Linked DNA regions of Sus scrofa: regions 1, 2, 3, 4 and 6 are each linked to region 5. The links are chromatin contacts, called in public Hi-C, HiChIP or PLAC-seq and promoter capture Hi-C maps. All regions are on one chromosome and are shown on one strand. Each heading gives the region's core, a stretch centred on a gene start, on an enhancer-like site or on the middle of the called end of the contact. The rest is flanking DNA. Distances are from core to core; before and after follow the strand shown.

Region 1 (2,991 bases), core at 140-2,639, 150 kb before region 5:
ATCTTTCTTGAACTAAATTCTTAAAACTACATATTTGACCAAAAGATAAACTTGAATAAGTATCAAAAAGTAACTAGACTATCCAATATTCTGTAATAGCCTACTTGGGAAAAGGATCTGACAAAAAATGGGTATGTGTATATGTATGACTGACTCACTTTGTTGTACAGTAGAAATTATCACATTAAAATCAACTATAATTCGATAAAACTTTTTAAAAAAGTAACTAGAAAAGCCCATTCGCCATTAACCTTTAACCTGAAATCTTTGTTTCAAGTACAGTCAGCTCTTCCACCAGGTTACAGTCATTAGTTAACTATTGCTAAAACAGAGTCTCAAGTTCAGAAAGGTTTTTGTTGTTGTTTGGTCGATGAAAGGTTGATGGGGCAAGCAATGTAACCTGGCTGGCACGGGGCTGCAATTCCTCACTTAACAAACACACGAAAATACCACAGCTCCAGCAAGTAGGTCCAAGAAACCGCCCAACAACGCCTTTCCTGACCGGACTTTGGGAAAGACGCCGCCCACGGGGCTCAGGACCAGCAAAGCCAAGGCCACCTCACCTGTCCAAAGGTAACCAATCAGACCAGAGCGGGGCCGTCCAGCGGGCCTGGCAAGCCAGGCCTAGCCCGGGTCTCTCCTCACCTCCCGCCTCTGCTGTTGGCTTCAAAGTAACGAAGGAGCCTAGCATGTCACAGAGGAGTGTGACATCATCCACTCCGCCGTGACAGGGCAGCTTGCCGGACCAGGCCCTCCTGAGTCCCGGCCCCCACCGCTCACCCAGAGGCGGCCCAGCCAGAGGACCCCCAGCAGGCCAGCGATCTGTCGGGAGCGGCGGGGATGACCACAAACCCGTGAGGTTTCGCTTTCATTCTCCCCGGAAGAAAGGCGCAGGGGACGTGCCCTGAATTAAGGGGGTCGAAGCTGGGCCTGGGCCAAAGAGCCTCCGAGTCTACACTTGGCGGAGGAGGAGGAAAGACGCGGACTAAGGGGGAAGCAATTCCGGCCAAAAAAGGCCCTTAGCCAGCGCTCCCCAGCCGACTGAGCGCCTCGACACCCCCAAAGACCCAGCAGACTCGCCCCGCCCCTCCCCCACTCCGGTACAGTTGCGCCTGCGCGGTACTAGTTCCCCAACTCCTCCCCTCCCAGCCTAGCTTTCCGGAGTCCCGCCGCCCAGCAGGGCCCAGTTCCTCCAGGGTGCGGTCCGTCTGAAAACGGAAACTACTCCCACTCTTGCTCAAGAAGTAACTAATCCCCTTTCCATTTCTCAATCCAGGCTTGCGCAGTCCTAGCTTCAGACGTACCTTCTAACCCGCTTCTCAAGAGCTCACACAGCTCCTCTAACACCGGATGTGCTTCTGACTCTCCCAGGGTCCGCTCCAGACTCTTTACCTTGCGTCCGCCCCTCGAGGGAAGCCCCGCCCCCGAGTTCCGCTTGAGGCCAGTCCTGATTGGCCATGGTTGCTCTTCTGCCTTTCTGTTGGCTGTAGGTGCATAAACAACGGCTGCTTACTTCAGAGCCATTTGCTTAACGCCCTTGTCGATCAAGACTCTGGCAGCCAAACAGCGCGTAGCAAAAGACCTCCGCCTTCTTCCAGCATAGTAAGGCAGGGTCGTAGTCCGAAGTCGCCTCTAGTGGACAAAGAGAAGAGGGGAGGCCCCACCCAAGGCATAAGGCAAGTAATGCAGCCTCCACCACAAGCGATGGAATAGCTCTGCAAAGTCCTGGGATTTGGGTTTTATGCTTGTCGTAGAATGCTAAAAGGGGAAAGAGATTCAGAGAACACATAGAAAAGCATTCTCATAGGGAATGCTTCACGGTAAATTCTCAATTTACCGTGAACCTTGTGAAGCTTAAACTTCAGAACATCTTTGAAGGCTCAGAGAATTTCTCAGGAACGGGGGGAGGAGGAATTAGCAGCCCCAGTCCTGCATCAGACGAATGTACTCCTGGAGGTCACCCTCTTGGCCCAGATTGTGGTCCTGGAGTCGTGGGCGGGGCCAGTGGGCTGCCACCTCCTCATCCACTTTGCTCTGGGGAAGGCGGTAGTAGTGGGGTGAGTAGGGCAGCTATCTGGCTGAGCTGCCCCAGCAGCTCTGAGGAAACTAAGCCAAGGGAGAAAAAGGGCTGGAGCGCCTTGGGACGTGTCTCCAAGAAGCAACACTTACAGAAGAACTGAGAGTAAGGAGTTGTGAAGCTGCTTAAAAAACGTTTCTACACTGTCAAATTTTTTTTCCAAAACTTTTTTGCTAATTTATCTAACATCTCTATATAAATAATACAGCATGGTCATACGAAGAGGCAAAGCGTATGCAGCCAAAAAAAAAAAAAAAAAAGAAAAAAGAGCTTATAGTGGTTAACAGGCAGTTAATAATAATGTGGTTTTGTGGGGTTGTGTGATATTTGTATTTTGTCAGCATTTTAAAATCTGTAATGGATCACTATTAAAAAAATTTTCAATTTTAAAAATTAAAAATTTTTTAAAACCTGTAATGTTTTATTTTCTTACTCTAAATACTGATTTTATTACATAATTTTGTATTCTTTTTCTTAAATACAGCCATACAACTGTAGATGTTTCCAGCTGCACAAAACAGCAAATGAGGAAACAAGACCATGGACAGAAAAGGTTCTGGCAAAATAAGGGAAGAAATTTAGACTAAGCATTTGATCAAATCAAAATGCAGGATTCAAGAAACTGCTTTCTAGATGGATAGACTAGCCATCTTTTCCATAAAGAATACAAATGTGCAGGGTATGATTCCCAGTACACATTCAGATCTGCAGTAAACATTTTTCTGTAGTGCAATCTAGTGTTTACTAGTGCAATCTAGTGTTTACTCTGAATCTTCCACTGGAGTGGGAGAAAATATATCATCAGTCTTCCTTGAGGTGTTTCTCCCTACTCTACCCTAATTTCTGCCACATTTCTGAGGCTAAAGTGTTTGAGAACAGGGCCTGTCTGGTTCCTGGTCATCAGTTCACATGGG
Region 2 (3,010 bases), core at 186-2,685, 230 kb after region 5:
AAACTAGAGAGGTAACAGACCCAAGCCAAAGTACGGACAGGTTATAAAAGAAGCACAGGAGTTCCGTTGTGGCGCAGTGGTTAACGAATCCGACTAGGAACCATGAGGTTGCGGATTTGCTCCCTGGCCTTGCTCAGTGGGTTAAGGATCCAGCGTTGCTGTGAGCTGTGGTGCAGGTCGCAGACCTGGCTTGTATCCCATGTTGCTGTGGCTCTGGCGTAGGCTGGTGGCTACAGCTCCGATTCGACCCCTAGCCTGGGAACCTCCATATGCCACGGGTGCCGCCCTAGAAAAGACGAAAAGACAAAAATAAATAAATAAATAAAAATAAAAGACGTACAGCAAAGCATTAGAACCACAGAGGAATTGATTGATTGTGACTGGGAGAGCTGGAAAAGGCTTTAGAAGAGATGAGAGTTTGCTGAAGGAAGGAAAGGACATCCAAGAGCAGAGAGCTTTCCAGGAGGAAGGACTAGGAATTAGAGTAAGCGGGAGACCCGGGGGGTGCAAAGCCCGCAAACCACACCGCGCTCAACCCATTCTCCCACCCAGTCAAGGAGACTGTTTTCAAGCCTCCAACAAGTACCTGTCTGGGTTGGGGGCCTAGGGTCCACATTTTGTCCCCCAGGGCTAGGCCTGAGCTCCTTCAAAGGGTTCCGGAGCTGAGTGCTCCCTACCAGTTTCTCTGATGGATCTGTTTGACGAGTGGCTTTTGGCCTGGGGCCTGCTGAGTCAACGAGGGGACGCTGAATACTGACCTTCTGCACCAATCTCTGGGGGAGGGGAAGAGAAAAAGCTGGATCTCAGCTTTGGGGTGCATTGCTGGTGTGTGCTGCCTCGTTGTAGCTGCTGCCTTCACCCGCCAACCCCCCCCCACCCGCCCCCGGTCCCCTTACCCTTGGATCTTGGTTTTCCTGGCCCAGGGCGTAGGGTTTGACTGTGGGGAGAGGCGGGCGTCTCTGGGAGCGAACAGGAATCTTACTAGGGGTGGGAGATACACCCCGGAGGAGAGGATCCTTAGTGGCTTGGAGGGTGGTCATGACGGCTACAGCTAAGATGGAGAAGAAAGCAGGACCGGGGATCGAAGGTCAGCCAGTTCAGGAGTTAGTACCTGACATCCCTGATATTCCCACCTCCGCCCAAATCCATGCGCCCAGAAAACCTGGCTCCTGCAAGGGCGCTTTTCTGGGTGTCACCCCCTGACACTCTGAGCCTATTCTTTCGCTCTACGACCCCAAGCTGCCTCTCCTCTCTATGTTTCCCCGAAGCTTTTATCTCTTCCAAGATCCCGGTACCGCACCTCGTTCGGAACCTTTCAGGGTCGCCCCCACTTTCTCGGCTTTTTCCCCGGACTCTCTCTGCTTTTGCAGCAGGTACTTCCCCAATTTGTAAAATACGCCAAGCTCCTGATTGGCTTCTCCGTGCTCCCGCGGAGGCATTTGACGCATGTCTTAGTTGTCCAATCGCCAAGCTTCAGAGGCGGGGCCAAAAGAAGGACTAGTTGTCGAGCCGCTTTCTGGCCAGGAAAAAAAACTGACCCGACTTAACCAGCCAATCTGAGAGCGGAGCGCGGGACCGAAGGCGGGGAAAGAGGAAGGAGGAGACAGTTCTGAGGCCGGGGAAGGCGTGGAGCTCCGAGTTTGGAAGATAACGGGCGCCGTTGTACTATCGCGAGATTTCGGGACTGGTGCAGCGAGGGCCAGTCTCGTGGCATTGTGGGAAGGGCTGGCCTCCTGAATGTGGCGATTTAGTGATGTTGGGGACTGGCCGAGGCCCCTAATCCTACTCTCATCAGGGTTCCGTGTTGGGCTTTGGGGAAATGGCTGAACGTTGTGCCTGGGCAAGGAGCTGCTTCCAAATGGGCGTAGAGGGCTAGAGAGCAAACTAATAAAAATTAAACATTCTTTTTGGGGGAGCGGTTTAGGGCCGCACCCACGGCGTATGGAAGTTCTCAGGCTGGAGGTTGAATGGAGCTACAGCTGCATCTGCCATACTACGCCACAGGCACAACAACTCCAGATCCGAACCACTTCTGCAACCTACACCGCAGCTCGTGGAAAGGACGGATCTATAACCCACTGAGCGGGGCCAGGGGTCTAACCATGTTCTCATGAATACTAGACGGGTTCCTTAACGCTGAGCCACACAGGAACTTAGAAACGACCGTTTTTTCACTCAAGTTTTACGAATTGTGAGATGTGGTCTCCATTTCACAGATACGACCCGAGGCTCAAAACAGTGTCAATGGAACTCACTCAACACTACAAGCCTTGGGGACTGAGGAGCCCTGTGTCACCTGCCTGTTATTGGCAGGTAGGGGTGTGAAAATGAGGGAACCTAGAACACCCTGGTTAGAATGGAAGGGGTTAACCTCCAATGGAAGATAAGAAATGGGGAAGGAGTGCACCGGACTCTGGTAGATTCTTACTCTGACCAGTGGTTCCCGTCACACAAGCGGGGAGCCTAGAAGTTATTCTTGAATTCTTCCCCTCCCCTTCCAGTCTCTCCTTCACTCTTATTAATTTTACTTTTTAATTATCTTTGGAGTTCATTTACTTTCTTCCTCTCCATTACCTCCCCTCAATCTCACCTAGAGGATTGCAAACCCCTCCATTCTCTCTTGCTCCCCACCTTAATCCTTTTCACCTTATAGCAGCTAGAGGACGCTGTCCAAAATGCCAATCTGGTCATGTTACCACTCAAGCTCCCCATCTTCCACCACATTCCCCCTGGTTCTCTGCCTTCCTACTCCATTGCCTCTCCCAATTCCTCAACTTTCTCATGTGCCTTCTAGTCTCTGTCTAGAATACTATTTTTGCTTCCACTTTGCCTATTCATGCTTCCAAAATGATGTTCACTGTTACTTTGTTATAGAGGCCTTCCTTGAACCCTTCTACTCACAGCCCACCCTCTGAAAAAAAGATTCCTTAGTTGCATGTTCTCAAGGAACAATGTTTCTTCAGAGCATGTATCTCAGTTGTAATTGTATCAATGTGAACATAATATACTG
Region 3 (3,125 bases), core at 220-2,719, 200 kb after region 5:
GAATTCCCAGAGCCAGCCTAGCCCACCCCCTCCCAGGGTAAGCATCCAGAGCAGTGCATGGCTGTCCCGCCCCAGGTACAGGTGGTGGAGCCCAGCAGGGCCCCCTATAGCCCAAAGGGCATAGGTCATCAGGAGCCCCTTGGCCATCCTTTAGGAAAAAGTTCTCAGAACAAGTCCAGTGGCACCTGCCATTGCTTGGAATGCAGAAATCCGGGATCCACTGTGAGAATCATGGCAGTCATGGCCCCAAAGTTATCCTTGGACCTTAAGTCATGGAAAAAAGCGGTCATAAGATTATATCCAGGTCCCAACAGAGTAACCATTTTTCCTTCCAATACTAATCTTCCTGAATGTCCCTGAAATTGTGGTTCTCCCATACCCTCCGTCTAGAACCTCATCTCTGCTTTTCACAACCACAGTGACTCCAAATTTAAGGGGGAGGAATGTTTTAAATGCTTTCAGCTGAGTAACCAAGAACTCAGTACATGGACAAAAAAAGCAGAAGTTTAACTTTCAGACCTCTCCTCAGACCACTGACCTCCTGGAAAGACACATGGGTTGGGGGGCGGAGTGAATAGGAGTGAATACAATGTCCTTCGAAAGTTCCTACACGTTTTATTTTTAGGGCCACACCTCAGCATATGCAAGTTCCCAGGCTAGGGGTCAAATCAGAGCTACAGCTGCCATGGAACCTCCATGTGCCACAGGTGCGGCCCTAAAAAGACCAAAAAAATAAAAGGGCTACAGCTGCCAACCTACACCACAGACTGATCCTTTAACCCACTGATCTTCAGTTCCTACACATTTTTAAAGTCCCCTGCTACACACCCTTCGCCGCAGGCTTCTCCACTCTTGAGAGGGCTGCCTTCAGTTGGCAGAGGTTTTAGCCCCTTTCCAGTCTCCCATCTCTCCAGAAGAGGAAATCTTCCCACAAGCCAAAGTTGCAAGAGGTTCTGAATTCCCTCCAGCTCTGGAAAACTACATTTTGACCTTAGACCCTGGCACCCTACAATTCGTCCACCTCCTTCCAGAACAGACCTGAGTCTCTCAGAAGCCGCAGCGACCAGACGAACCCCCAGAATATCAAACCAGATGCCAAAGTGTGCCTGCCAGTGTCTCTCCTCTACACAGAATGGGGGCACGCCCACGAGCCACCACCTGCTGGTCCCAGGGTGAGCAGCCATACCTGGGTGCCTCCGCTCCCGGACCCCAGTAGATCGGTCATTCCCTTTGACCCCAGAGTCAAAATGGCCCCTCTCTCTCCGCTCCGATTCCATCCAAATGGACTTTGTCTTTCTGTGTTTGCCGTGTCACGGAAGTCGGGCCGTCCTGGCCAGGCCCCTCCCCAAGGCCCTCCCGGCCCGGGTAGGGATCACCTTTCAAGGTAGGGCTCGTCTAAGGTTTTCCGCTGCGTATTCAGCCTCCCCAAGCTCAACCTGGCTTGCATGGCGCCCACTCCAGGCCGAGTGCACCTGCACCGCGACACCACAACCACCAGGTGGCGCTGCCGCTTGCGCGCTGACCGTGACGGGCGGGTCTCCAGGCTCACCTTGGCCCAACTGCCCCAGCAAGGAAGCCCCGGTTGGGCCATTATAAACGCACAGACCAGCGCTTGATCGCTCTCATTCACTCCCACCAATAGGTATGTGACTCCTCCCTCACCTCAGGCTACACTCCCTTCTCCGTACTCCACTGCCCCGGTGCCTTGGATGGCTCCACTTCCAATTCCTCTAAGGCTGTCTGTAGAGACGGACTGTCCGGTGGAATTAGCCTCCCTGCCCTGCCTCCAGGCCTGTCAGTCGGGGGCGCTACATTTAGATCTGAACCTGAGACCCGAGGAGCCTCCCCATCCCTCAGGAACACCAAATCCTCTGTATTTCCCTGACTTTGGCGAAAGGGAGTTCCGGGAGAAAAAGGGGTGGGAATGACGGTCTCCCCACCAGAACAGCCTGCGTCCTCCTGCCTCGATGCTGAGATGGAAGGGGGACGCAAGTGCCTTCATTTCAGTGTCGTGGTCTCCAGTCCTGCTAGGTGACCTTGGCCAAGTCTTGCTATTTGTTGGGCCTGTTTCCTCCTCTGTAAAGGAAACGCGGGGATCTCCCAGGTCCCCCAGATTTGACCTGGGGGTAGAGTGGGTTTGGAAGGCCTCCCTGCAGTCGACAGACAGTTTCTGTTCCCTCCACATTCCCAGCCCCCTCAGTCTTTATCCCGGCCTGGGGAGGGAATGCGGCTTCGCATATTGCCCCCTAGGGCTCACTGAGGGGCCAGGGCTGTGAGGGACCCCGGAACGACGCCGGAGCCGCCAGCTGGGGGGCGGGGGCCGAAGGGGCGTTGAATAATGAATGAGACTTAATTGGGCCGCCAGTGCGCGGCGGCGCGCTAAGCTCGGCAAACAGCTCGCGCGGCAGCAGCCGCCGCTGGACAAACAAACTAGCTCTGGGCGCAGGGAGAGGGGTTGGAGAGGCAGCGGCGGGAGGGGGAGGGAAGAGGGCAGGCCGCCTGGGCCCCGGGGCTGCCGCGAGCCGCTAGAAGAACCCCTGGGTGCTGGGCTGCTCCGGCCTCCCAGCGAGTGGGGGCCGGGAAGGGGGCTAAGGGCTCGATCTCAGGAAGCCTGGACACGGGTGGTAGAGAAGCGCGTTGTGAGGTGCGAGCCAGGGCCCCAAGGGCGATTGAGCGCGAGAAAAAGATGGAGAAACAAGTGGGGGGGCGGAGGAGAGAGGGAGAAGTGAGAGAGGAAAAGGCGCCCCGGGGAGGGGGCTGCGGCGGGGCAGGGGCGGGAGAAGAGCCGTTACCGAGAGGAAAGGGAAGAGCGATGGAGGAACAAGAGAAGGGAGGCGCGAAGAGCCGGGAGAAGAAGAATTGGAGAAGAGTCAAGGAGAGGGATGGGAGATGACCGGAATGTGAACGCGAGGGCGGCGGGGCGAGCGGGAGGCGCCCCTGCCTGCGCCTCGCCCCGCCGCGCTCCCGCCCTAGCGCTCTCTCCAGCCGCCCGCACTCACTTTGTCACAATTACGGGGCCGTCACTCGGCCCGGATTGTTTTCCCCAAATTGTTGTTCTATAAACTGGCGCCGGGTGGGGAGTGGGGGATCTGACAAGCTGAAGCGGGAGGGGAGGGTCTGAGCTG
Region 4 (2,925 bases), core at 341-2,840, 180 kb after region 5:
ATGAGTCAGCAAAACTTAATGCCCAACAAATAAAAAGCTTTATGTGGACTATTTATGAACACATAATGGTAACTACAATTTCAAAATCAGGAGTCATATCTAGTACCATTCAAAATCTGGTCTGGAAATCCACATATCAAGGAAATGTACAGATCATAACCCCAGAAATACTTCCCCACAATATTTTCAAATCACCTTAATTCAAACTGGAAGGTACAAGGCAGCCTGATAATTTGAAATCGGCATCAAGAATTTCTTGAGGCAGAACCCAAATGCTCTCACAAGCATAAAACCAGTGGCAGGTGGTACGTGACCATTTCTCATCGAGAAACTGTAATTCTAACAAAGTACAAGTAACTTAGATTTTATCAAGGCTAAATAAAAACAAACTTGTGGTTCTCTCCCAAACATCCTAAACTCTGCATTATCAATAACTAAACTCAAAGCACAATTCCTATTTTTAGTGGTCTGTCCTCTCTTGCTTCATTAACCACAGGTAAATTATACAGAGGGGAAAGAAATATTACAAGCATGTTTTATCAATGAAATAAATGGACTACACAGGATAACCATATTATTAAGAGTGTCTTGTACTCCTTGGCAGAGGGACATGCCAGAGAAAGATCCATCTTCTAAAAGAAGCCAGTCATCCTGGATGAATTAGGAGAAAAATGCCACTCCAGTCCACCTACCCTATACTCTCTAACTGGATTTACCCTTCCGCTTTAATTCAAATCCAAACCGCATTTATTTTCTTTCTCTGCCCCTCTTTGCTTTATTTTCCGTTCCGTTTCCCGCCCCTCCTCAATTCCAAGAATGCCCTTCTATCTCTTATTTTTAAATCCTACTTTGCCTCCAAATCCTAAGAACCTCCGATAGCCACACAGCTGACCTTACGCATCCCCGATGAATTCTCAATTCATTGTACTTCTCATACCAAACGATCCATTCTTTCATGCCTTTCGATCTCTCGTCTCTTAAAATCCAGTGCCCCACACAAGCTCACACCAAGAGTCCCCCCCTCACTCCATTGTTTCCCCGGCCTATGCTTCTGGAAACCCCCCAATTCGGACCCGGTGTCTTCCGCCCGCCCCACTGACCCCAGAAACCTTTCACCATCTGGGCACTCCAGGTCCCAAGGACTCACATCCCCCTCCTCTCGGTACCCCAACCCCCAACTACTGCCCCCTCCCCCGTGCCCTCCCTCAAGCCCGCTCTTTACACCTCTGTGCCCCTCTTCATCCCCCACCAACCCTCCGCCCAGCACCCTCAGCCTCACCTACCCCGGGCCTCCGCAGTCTCCGCGTCCCCCCAGTTCCGGCTCTGCGTCCGGGACGCTCCGGGGTCTGAGAAGAGGAAAGGAGCTCCTCCGCCGCCTCCTCCGGCTCTTCTAGAGCCACCTCCGTCGCCGCCGCGCTCCTCCCCCAGCTCTCTCGGAGCCGGGCGCCGCCCCGCCCCTCCGCCCCTTTCCTCGCTACCCTCCTCAGCCGGGTGGCGGGCTGGGAATCGCAGCGGCGGCTGGGGGCCGAAGTGCCAGCGGATCTACACCGACCTCGCCGGGGCTCGAGCTCTTCGCCCCGCCCCGCAGCCCGCTCGGGCGCGTGCGCGCCGGCCAGCCAGCGCACAGGGCGCGTGCTCGCGCCGGCGCGAACTCGGCGCGCCGAGCTCGAGGCCGTTGCAGCCAACCGGTGCGCGAGGGAGGCGTGAGGCGGCCGGCCAGCCGAGGAGCTGCGCGCGGGGAAGCTCGCGGAGAGAGGCGCCTCCAGTCCGTCGGGTTACCGCTCCTCTCGTGGACCGGTCCCTCGCGCTTCGCACTGCCCGCCGGGCCGGGCACCCGAGTTGAGGGAGCTCGGATGTCCGGGGATTGGGAAGAACGAGGAAGGGAAGGGATAGGAGGAATAGGTAGGGAACAAAGTAGATGGACGTGAGGACGGGTGGGGCAAGAGATCGTGCCCTCGTGCAGAATGGCCCGTGCCCCGAAAGAGCCGGGCGGAGTGGGGTGGGGGGCACAGCGCGTGCTGGTAGTAGAGGGCCTGAGCTGGAACTGCCGGAAAGAGCCGAAACTCCCCGGAGGTTGCCGAAGGCGGCCGCCTCGAAGGGAACCTCGAGAGGGGCTTTTCTCTCTAGGTCCAGGCGGGGACTTGGTCTCCCAGGCTTCTCCCGCTTCCCGTGCCACGACTCTGCCCCAACAGCTTAACACCACTTTCACTTTTGCCTCTGTCCCGACCCAAGATTTACTCCAAAAGGCCATTTCAGAACCACTGACTACGGGAAATGTCCTGATTCCGTAGCCACTCAGCCTCCTGGGAATCCATACAGGCTGGTAAGGAGTTGGTGGGGAGCAGTGCACCTCCCCAGCTGGGCAGAGGATAACTTCGGGAGCAAACTGAGGGACCTCTGCCATGACCCCGGACACAACTGCCCAAGTCCATTTCCTCGTTGGATTTCTAGTCTACTGAGTTGTCTGCATCCCTTTAGGCGGCTGTGGTCAGTTACACTGACGGTCGAATCTTTATGTTAAATATTCTTCTGTCTTCGTGGTTAGTTTCCCAAGCACCCCAAGGCCAGAACCATTTCTAATTGTGCACCTTTCTAGACAGTGTTCACGTGTGAAGCACTCACCGCATTGCCAAAGGGGTTGATGATTAGGAGTGGCTTAAAGGTCGGGTATTTAGGCAATCAACCTTGAAAATGTGATTAAGAATCTGTCCCCGTGTTCTTAACTTTTGAGACCAAAGCAAAAGGGGCTCTGGACAGGCACCAATGACAAGCCAGAGTGTATATGAGCGTATATAGGCACCACAGAAACAGTGTAGTTTTGGTTTTCACAGATTTGTTATTACAGTTTCAGGACAAGTAATGGAATAGTGTAATCTCTGCCAAGTCATCAGGTCCTTTGGTTTTTAACTTTGCAAGGAGTGAAGG
Region 5 (3,207 bases), core at 468-2,967:
TTTTTTGCTATTTCTTGGGCCGCTCCCGCGGCATATGGAGGTTCCCAGGCTAGGGGTCCAATTGGAGCTGTAGCCACTGGCCTACGCCAGAGCCACAGCAACACGGGATCCGAGCTGCGTCTGTGACCCCCACCACAGCTCACGGCAACGCCGGATCCCTAACCCACTGAGCAAGGCCAGGGATCGAACCCGCAACCTCATGGTTCCTAGTCGGATTCGTTAACCACTGCGCCACGATGGGAACTCCACCAAACTCTTTTCTGCTTTGGAGCTATGCTGTCCCCTCTGACCAGGTCATCTTACCCCAGCTCTTTGCCTAATTGGTCCCTCAACAACTGTCACCTCCTTAGAGACCTCACCTAGTATAGCTATTATGCTATATCTAATATAGTCCATCACACCTTGTATCAGAAAACTCACAATCTTTCAGGGGAGATAAAACAGGTTAATACTCATTAAGCAAGATCACAACTGAAGAGGGGACTCTTGAAGCAGAGGGATACCATACACTGTCAGGGCTGGAAGGGCTAGCCTCCCATCTGACACTTGAATCCCCTGGCAGTGTCAATTATCAGAGTATGCTTGACACCTCCACTAAAGGGACCACCTTAGCTGGTAGACAGCTTTGGAATTGTATCTCTCTTATTCTGAGCCACAGTATGTTTCTCTAGAGCTACTACACTTATGTGCCCCTCCAAGGAAGTATAAAACAAATAGAAACCCTCTTTTCGAGGGCAGTCCTTTCTGGTTTCTCAAGGCAGATCTCACACCCCCAAACTCCCAACATTTGCTATAGGTTTGTCCTCCCATCCCAAGATTCTAGAGCACTCTCCTCTGAAGGTGCTTCTGTTGGTCATCTTGCCTCCCAGGGCCCATAACTGCCTCCAGCAATCCAGGTGGGGTTGGGCTGATGGAACCAACTGAGCCCCAGTTCTTCTCCTAGGGCCTCTACCTTCTAGGAGAATGGCACACGGACTTCCACCCGTTCCTTAAACATCACCTCCCGGCCTATGTCATACGCCACATCTCTCCAGCTCGTCAACATCATCTCCCTGTACTGTGCCTAGCACAGACCCTCTCACAGAGTAGTTTCTCTAAAACATCTCACAATCTCTAATTGGTCCTGGGAAACTATCAAAGAGTCATAGATCTCTCAGGCTGCAGGATTAGGAAGCCGAAATTTAGCCTGGCTCCCGGCCCCACCCTCGGGCCAGCCCCTCCCGAAGTTGTCCCACCTCCTAGTCGATCTCACCCCTCAGGCTATTCCACCCCGTTTACCTATCTGTCTGTCCATCTCTCTATCTACCTATTTATTTTTAGGGCCGCACCTGCAGCTTATGGAAGTTCCCAGGCTAGGGGTCGAATGGGAGCTGCAGCTGCCGGCCTACGCCACACCCACAGCAACACCAGATCCGAGCCGGTCTGCAAACTACACCGCAGCTCCCGGCTACGCAGGATCCTTAACCCACTAAACGAGGCCGGAGCTGGACCTCGCATCCTCGTGGATACCAGTCGGGTTCTTAACCCAGGTTCTTAGCCTGCTGAGCCACAACAGGGAACTCCCGTTTTTCCCTTTAATTGTTTCCTCCAACCAGGTAACCTCTCTGACGCCTATAACCCCTGTTGTCTCCCTATTTGCTGTCCCAATTGGGAACGCTTTTAAGTTCGTCTATTAACGAAACGTGACTCCTTCGCTGCCGTGGCCACGCCCCCTTACTCACGTGGCCCGGGCAAGCCGGAAGGGGTTGCGCAGCCCCTAGTTCCTAGCCCCGGAAGTAGACGAAGCTCACGGAAGCCGGCTTTGGCCCTGCGGCTGCTGCCGTCGCCGCGGAGAAATTGTTGGAGCTGGCAGCCTAGGAATGGTGAGACCTTGCGGTTCGCCTTTGGGGCTTCCGAACAGAGTTGAGGGTGAAATGGAGTTTCCCAGAGTGCCATCGGGGACGACCCCCCTCCCCCAGGTTTGGGGCCCCGCCCAGGTAGCGCCCCGAAAATCTGCGCATGCGTGGGCTGGATCGGACCAGAAGCTGGCCCGAGAAGTTACGCATGCGCAAAGGTGGCATGCCAAAGGTGGGGTGAGACTTGGCCTGGGAGTGGATTCCCTTCCCCCACCATCGGCCTGTGGGGCTTAAACCAAGGCTGCGAGACCTTCGGGGTTCACTCGGTGCTTTGCTTTTGAGTTGTAGGGCCGTCTTCATCGCCACCCCTATCCCGAGCCCCTGAAATAGACCTAGACTAACCTCCCCACCTTGGGTGTGCACTTGGGGTGAGAACAAGGCGCGGAGGGCAGAAGAAAGGGCGTCCAGACCCTGCCTCAGTTTACCTGCAGAATTGGGGCCCTTCACCCTTTCCCCAGGTGGCAAGATTCCCAGCCGTATCCACTGGAGCGGCGTGACGAGCGCACCTGGGGGCAGGGCCGGACGCTGCCGGAAGAGCCGCGCTGGTCAAAAGGGGCGGGACCCGCAAGCGGCGCGCCCTGAGTCTCCTCTACCTGAGCTCTCTGGGGGTTAGCGGAGGGCCTTCCAGGGCGGTTTGATATTTGCTCAGTTCCAAAACCGCTTTTTTTTAGCTCCCACGAGGTACCACCCACTAAATCTTCAGCCAGAGCTGCAAATGAAAAAAAAAGTGAGATGGATTCGTTGGAGTTCTGTCTCCCTTTCCTTGTCCCTGCTTTGGTCTGAGAGGGGAAGGGTGGTGCTGTTAGAGTTGAGTGGGCAGCTGACAAAAAGGAAGCCAAGAATCCCTCGTTTCTTGCTGCTTTATAGTCAAGGCCCTTACCCTAGGGGCTATGAGTAGAATTAGAGGGGTTTGTGAACACCCTAAAATGTGTAAATTTTCTAGGGTCCCTGCCTTTTGTCACTGACTCAGAGATGTTAGCGACCTTCAGAAGAGTACTGGTTTGTCAGGGTCGTTTTGGTAGAAGAGAGCCTGTGTGTCATCTCTTAGTGTCCTCCCTAGCTTACGGGGTCCTGGGGGACCTGTTCCAGTATAAAGGGGTGATGCTGGCCAGTTGGAAACCTGAGCCTCAGGGAGCCTCATTTCTCCTTTGCAGAATCTCCTTTCAGCCTCCAAGCTCACCTGGTCAGAATCCTTGGATGAGCCTGTGGGACCCTTCCTCCTAGCCTTGTGGTTTGGAACCAGTGGCTTTGGGACTGTAAGAGGATGGACAAAGGTAGTATGAGGCCGGGCCAGCTCCCCAAACGCTCGGGC
Region 6 (3,239 bases), core at 672-3,171, 240 kb before region 5:
TGACTAGCAACTCCACCTGCCCCTCACCCCAGCCCCTGGCAACTACCATTCTATTCTTTGCTTCTATGCGTTTGACTATTTTAGCTACCTTATATAAGGGAAATCATGCAGTAACTATCCTTCCATGACTGGCTTATTTAATTAGCATAATGTCCTCAAGGTTCATCCACTTTGTCACATATGGCAGGATTTCCTTAAGATGAATAATACTTCATTGTATGTATGTACCACATTTCTTTTATCTACTCATCTGCAGATGGACATTTAAGTCACTTCCACATCTCGGCTATTGGGAATAGTGTCACAACAGATATGTGAGTGCTAACATCTGAGATTCTGATTTCAATTCTTCTGGATAATTACCCAGAAACGGGATTGCTGGATCATGCAGTAGTTCTATTTTTAACTTTTTGAGGCACATCCATACTGTTTGCATAGAGGCTGTACCATTTCACATTTCTATCAACAATGTACCAGCTTTACACTTTCTCCACATCCTTGTCAACACCTCTGGTCTTTTGGTTTTGTTTTCATAATAGCCATTCTAACAAGTGTGAAGTGATATCTCACTGTGGCTTTGATTTGCATTTCCCTGATGATTAGTGACACTGAGCATCTTTTCATATACCTGTTGGTCATGTGTGTCTTCTTTTAGAAAAATGTCTATCCAAGTCCTCTGCCCATTTAAAAAATCAAATTATTAGGGTTTTTTTTTTTTTTTTTTTTTTTTGCTTTTGAGTCATAGGAATTCCTTATATTTTTTTGGAAATCAATCCCTTATCGGATACATGGCTTGCAAATATTTTCTCCCATTCCATAGGCTGTCTTTTTACTGTATCAATGGTTTCTATTGCTGTATAGTTTTGACTTTGTAGTGTGACACAGTTGCACTTGTCTATTTTTGCTTTTGTTTGTGCTTTTGGCATCATATCCAGGAAATCACTGCCAAGATCAGTCCTGAAGCCTTTCCCCTATGATTTTTTTCTAGGAGTTATACAGTTTCAGGTCTTAAGTGCTTAATCCATTTTGAGTTGATTTTTGTGTAAGGGTCCCTTTTCATTCTTTTGCATATGAATATCCAATTTCCCAATACCCATTTGTTATGGAGTCTTCCTTCAACAAATATTTATCAAGTCTCTTTGGGCCAGGCATTAAGGTAGGCATAGGCTACCATATTTTCAAGGCTGATAAGAGCAAAGGTACATCCTGTGGAGTCAAAGTGCCTGGGTTCAAATCCTGGTACTATCATTTCTAACTGTGTCACCTTGAGCAAATTACTAACTTCATTGAGCCCCAAAGTCCTTAACAATATAAAGGTGATATTAAGTATGGTCCTTTCTTCACAAGGGTTGGTGTGAAAATTAATGCATGTAAAGGGCTTAGAAAAGTGTCTGGCGCCGGGTAAACATTTGTAAGTGCTGGCTCTTAAGGTACAGTCCATGCCTCTCAAGAGCTCACAGTCCACAGGTGCCCCTATCCACCTGTCCCACGTGACAGTCAGGGCCATGTGGGTCTTCTGGGCCCTGACTGTCACGTGGGACAGGTGGATAGGGGCACCTGTGGTACCTGGAATGACCGTAGTTCCTGGCTACCGTTTCCTGGAATCACAGGATGAACTGGGAGCAAGTTCCTGTGTCAGAGACTCACCGTGTGACCCTGGACGAGTAATTGCTACTCTCTAGCTTTGACTTTATGCATTTGTAAAGGAAGGAAGCTGAACCAAAACTGATTTCCAAATCCCAACAAACTCCTTGTTCTGGGTAGCCCAAGTTGAAACAATGTCAGCCTGAGCAACTCAACCTCTCTGTGCTTGTCCGACCAGAAAAATGGAAGGATATTACTAACCACCTCCTAGTTACAGCCAGGGTCCCACAAGGGAACGCCAACACCAAGCTTCCGCCCTCGTTCAGGGTAGGCCACCGTTTTACCCGCCAGCCTTTGTCATTCAGCGCACGCGCACTGGAGCCAAGACGGCGCTCGCCCCGCCCGTAGGTTCCCGACTTCCGGTTCCGCGGGGACCCAGAGGTCAGACTGAGACTCATGGCGGCGTCCAGGAAGCAGGCTACCGGGAGCGTTGACGAGGCTACGGCAGAAGAGGAACCACGAGTTCTAGAACCCGGGGCCGCCCCATTCGGAAATTTCCCTCATTATTCCCGCTTCCACCCTCCAGAGCAACGGCTCCGCCTCCTTCCCCCAGAGCTGCTTCGCCGACTCTTCCCTCAGAGTCCCGAGACAAGGCCGATCCTGGGGCTCGACGTGGGTTGTAACTCCGGGGTGAGTGACAGGGGAGGGATCGGACGTCGGCTGAGCCTAGAGGTTGGCGGCCTCACGTCCACTGGGGTTCTGGCCTGGGCGTGGCATCACATCCGTCACAACTTTCACAAAATAAGTTTTTAAAGGCATAGCGTTCGACCCCGTGCTGCTGCTATCTGACCTCCAGGATCCCAGCACCATCTCTTTTAGGACTCGTGGGGAGGAATCATTTTCAACTTTGGTTCCTAATTCCTGCGCCCCAGACGCCGTGCCAAACCGCGGGTGGAAAGGGCCACGTGTCTGGGCTTCTGGCGCTTGCCTCCTGTCCAGCGTGGCTGGCAATCAGGCTGGGGGAGAGGGCGCTTCCCGACACTCACGTTTGGAGCATGGAGTTGGGATTGGTTTACTGAGGGGTGACAGAATCATACCTGGAATTAAGATTCGTGTGAGAATTCCCTTGTGGAGCAGCAGGTTAAGGATCCGCTGATGTCACTGCTGTGGTTTGGGTCGCTGCTGTGGCGCGGGTTCGACCCCTGGCCCGGGAAGTTCCACATGCCTTGGGCACGACCAAAAAGGGGGAAAAAAAAAAATCACGAATGAAACACAATGCAGAATGGACCCTGGAGCCAAGAGGATATTTATTTTAAAAGCAGTGAGTTGGCTGAGTATAGAAGTGACATTAAGAAAGAAAATAAAGCATCCTGCCAGAGGAAGGCATTGCCACGTTTTCTTACCACAAAGTATTCTTAGGCATACAATAATTATAGTCAGTCCACAAGTAAAACAGGGAAATGTCACTCTGACACCTATTTGTAGCCACTAGGATATTCTAGAGGAGCAGTCCTTCTGACCCTGTGATTACAAATGCTTCATAAGTTAGTACCATCACTCCATTCCAGGCTAGGAGTCGGATAAGGTGAGGAAAATTTTACTGTGTTGCTGGCCTTAGGCGGAAGAGACTTTGGTATGGAGTTGAGGGCTATAGG

Evidence for each region. Promoter capture Hi-C pulls out the DNA fragments that hold promoters and counts their contacts. Hi-C and Micro-C count contacts between places; a contact is called where the count stands out from the background. HiChIP or PLAC-seq counts read pairs in DNA pulled down with a chosen protein or histone mark.
Region 1: an H3K27ac HiChIP or PLAC-seq map of skeletal muscle shows a contact between it and region 5. The contact joins the promoter of TMBIM6 here to the promoter of MCRS1 in region 5. A contact is called at or near these places in 2 of 47 Hi-C or Micro-C datasets (heart right ventricle and skeletal muscle) and 2 of 2 datasets of contacts at active chromatin or transcription factors (alveolar macrophages and skeletal muscle).
Region 2: an H3K27ac HiChIP or PLAC-seq map of alveolar macrophages shows a contact between it and region 5. The contact joins the promoter of TROAP here to the promoter of MCRS1 in region 5. A contact is called at or near these places in 3 of 5 promoter capture datasets (fetal liver and liver) and 2 of 2 datasets of contacts at active chromatin or transcription factors (alveolar macrophages and skeletal muscle).
Region 3: a promoter capture Hi-C map of fetal liver shows a contact between it and region 5, with 2.6 times the contacts expected there. The contact joins the promoter of DNAJC22 here to the promoter of MCRS1 in region 5. A contact is called at or near these places in 4 of 5 promoter capture datasets (fetal liver, fetal skeletal muscle and liver), 3 of 47 Hi-C or Micro-C datasets (embryonic fibroblasts, liver and subcutaneous adipose tissue) and 1 of 2 datasets of contacts at active chromatin or transcription factors (alveolar macrophages).
Region 4: a contact with region 5 is called in a Hi-C map of liver, with 1.5 times the contacts expected there. The contact joins the promoter of SPATS2 here to the promoter of MCRS1 in region 5. A contact is called at or near these places in 1 of 5 promoter capture datasets (fetal liver), 4 of 47 Hi-C or Micro-C datasets (embryonic fibroblasts, liver, skeletal muscle and 1 more) and 2 of 2 datasets of contacts at active chromatin or transcription factors (alveolar macrophages and skeletal muscle).
Region 6: a Hi-C map of liver shows a contact between it and region 5, with 8 times the contacts expected there. The contact joins the promoter of BCDIN3D here to the promoter of MCRS1 in region 5. A contact is called at or near these places in 1 of 47 Hi-C or Micro-C datasets (liver) and 1 of 2 datasets of contacts at active chromatin or transcription factors (alveolar macrophages).

Annotation. Positions count from the first base shown.
Region 1 is chr5:15,672,426-15,675,416 of Sscrofa11.1, reverse strand. TMBIM6 (transmembrane BAX inhibitor motif containing 6) reads right to left here and starts at 1,389. Exons shown (of 10, transcript NM_001005348.1): 1 at 1,305-1,389.
Region 2 is chr5:15,299,113-15,302,122 of Sscrofa11.1, reverse strand. It overlaps TROAP (tastin), which reads right to left and starts at 1,435. Exons shown (of 14, transcript XM_013988255.2): 1 at 1,301-1,435; 2 at 897-1,051; 3 at 587-773. The coding sequence starts at 1,040.
Region 3 is chr5:15,320,833-15,323,957 of Sscrofa11.1, reverse strand. It overlaps DNAJC22 (dnaJ homolog subfamily C member 22), which reads right to left and starts at 1,469. Exons shown (of 4, transcript XM_005655559.3): 1 at 1,039-1,469; 2 at 1-264. The coding sequence starts at 147.
Region 4 is chr5:15,346,287-15,349,211 of Sscrofa11.1, reverse strand. It overlaps SPATS2 (spermatogenesis-associated serine-rich protein 2), which reads right to left and starts at 1,590. Exons shown (of 13, transcript XM_021091602.1): 1 at 1,280-1,590.
Region 5 is chr5:15,525,077-15,528,283 of Sscrofa11.1, reverse strand. It overlaps MCRS1 (microspherule protein 1), which reads left to right and starts at 1,717. Exons shown (of 13, transcript XR_002343937.1): 1 at 1,717-1,862; 2 at 3,050-3,207.
Region 6 is chr5:15,760,327-15,763,565 of Sscrofa11.1, reverse strand. BCDIN3D (pre-miRNA 5'-monophosphate methyltransferase) reads left to right here and starts at 1,921. Exons shown (of 2, transcript XM_005663848.3): 1 at 1,921-2,274. The coding sequence starts at 2,041. NCKAP5L (nck-associated protein 5-like) reads left to right here and starts at 2,165. Exons shown (of 14, transcript XM_013997563.2): 1 at 2,165-2,274. LOC102167177 (a long non-coding RNA gene) reads right to left here and starts at 1,947. Exons shown (of 4, transcript XR_002343941.1): 1 at 1,846-1,947.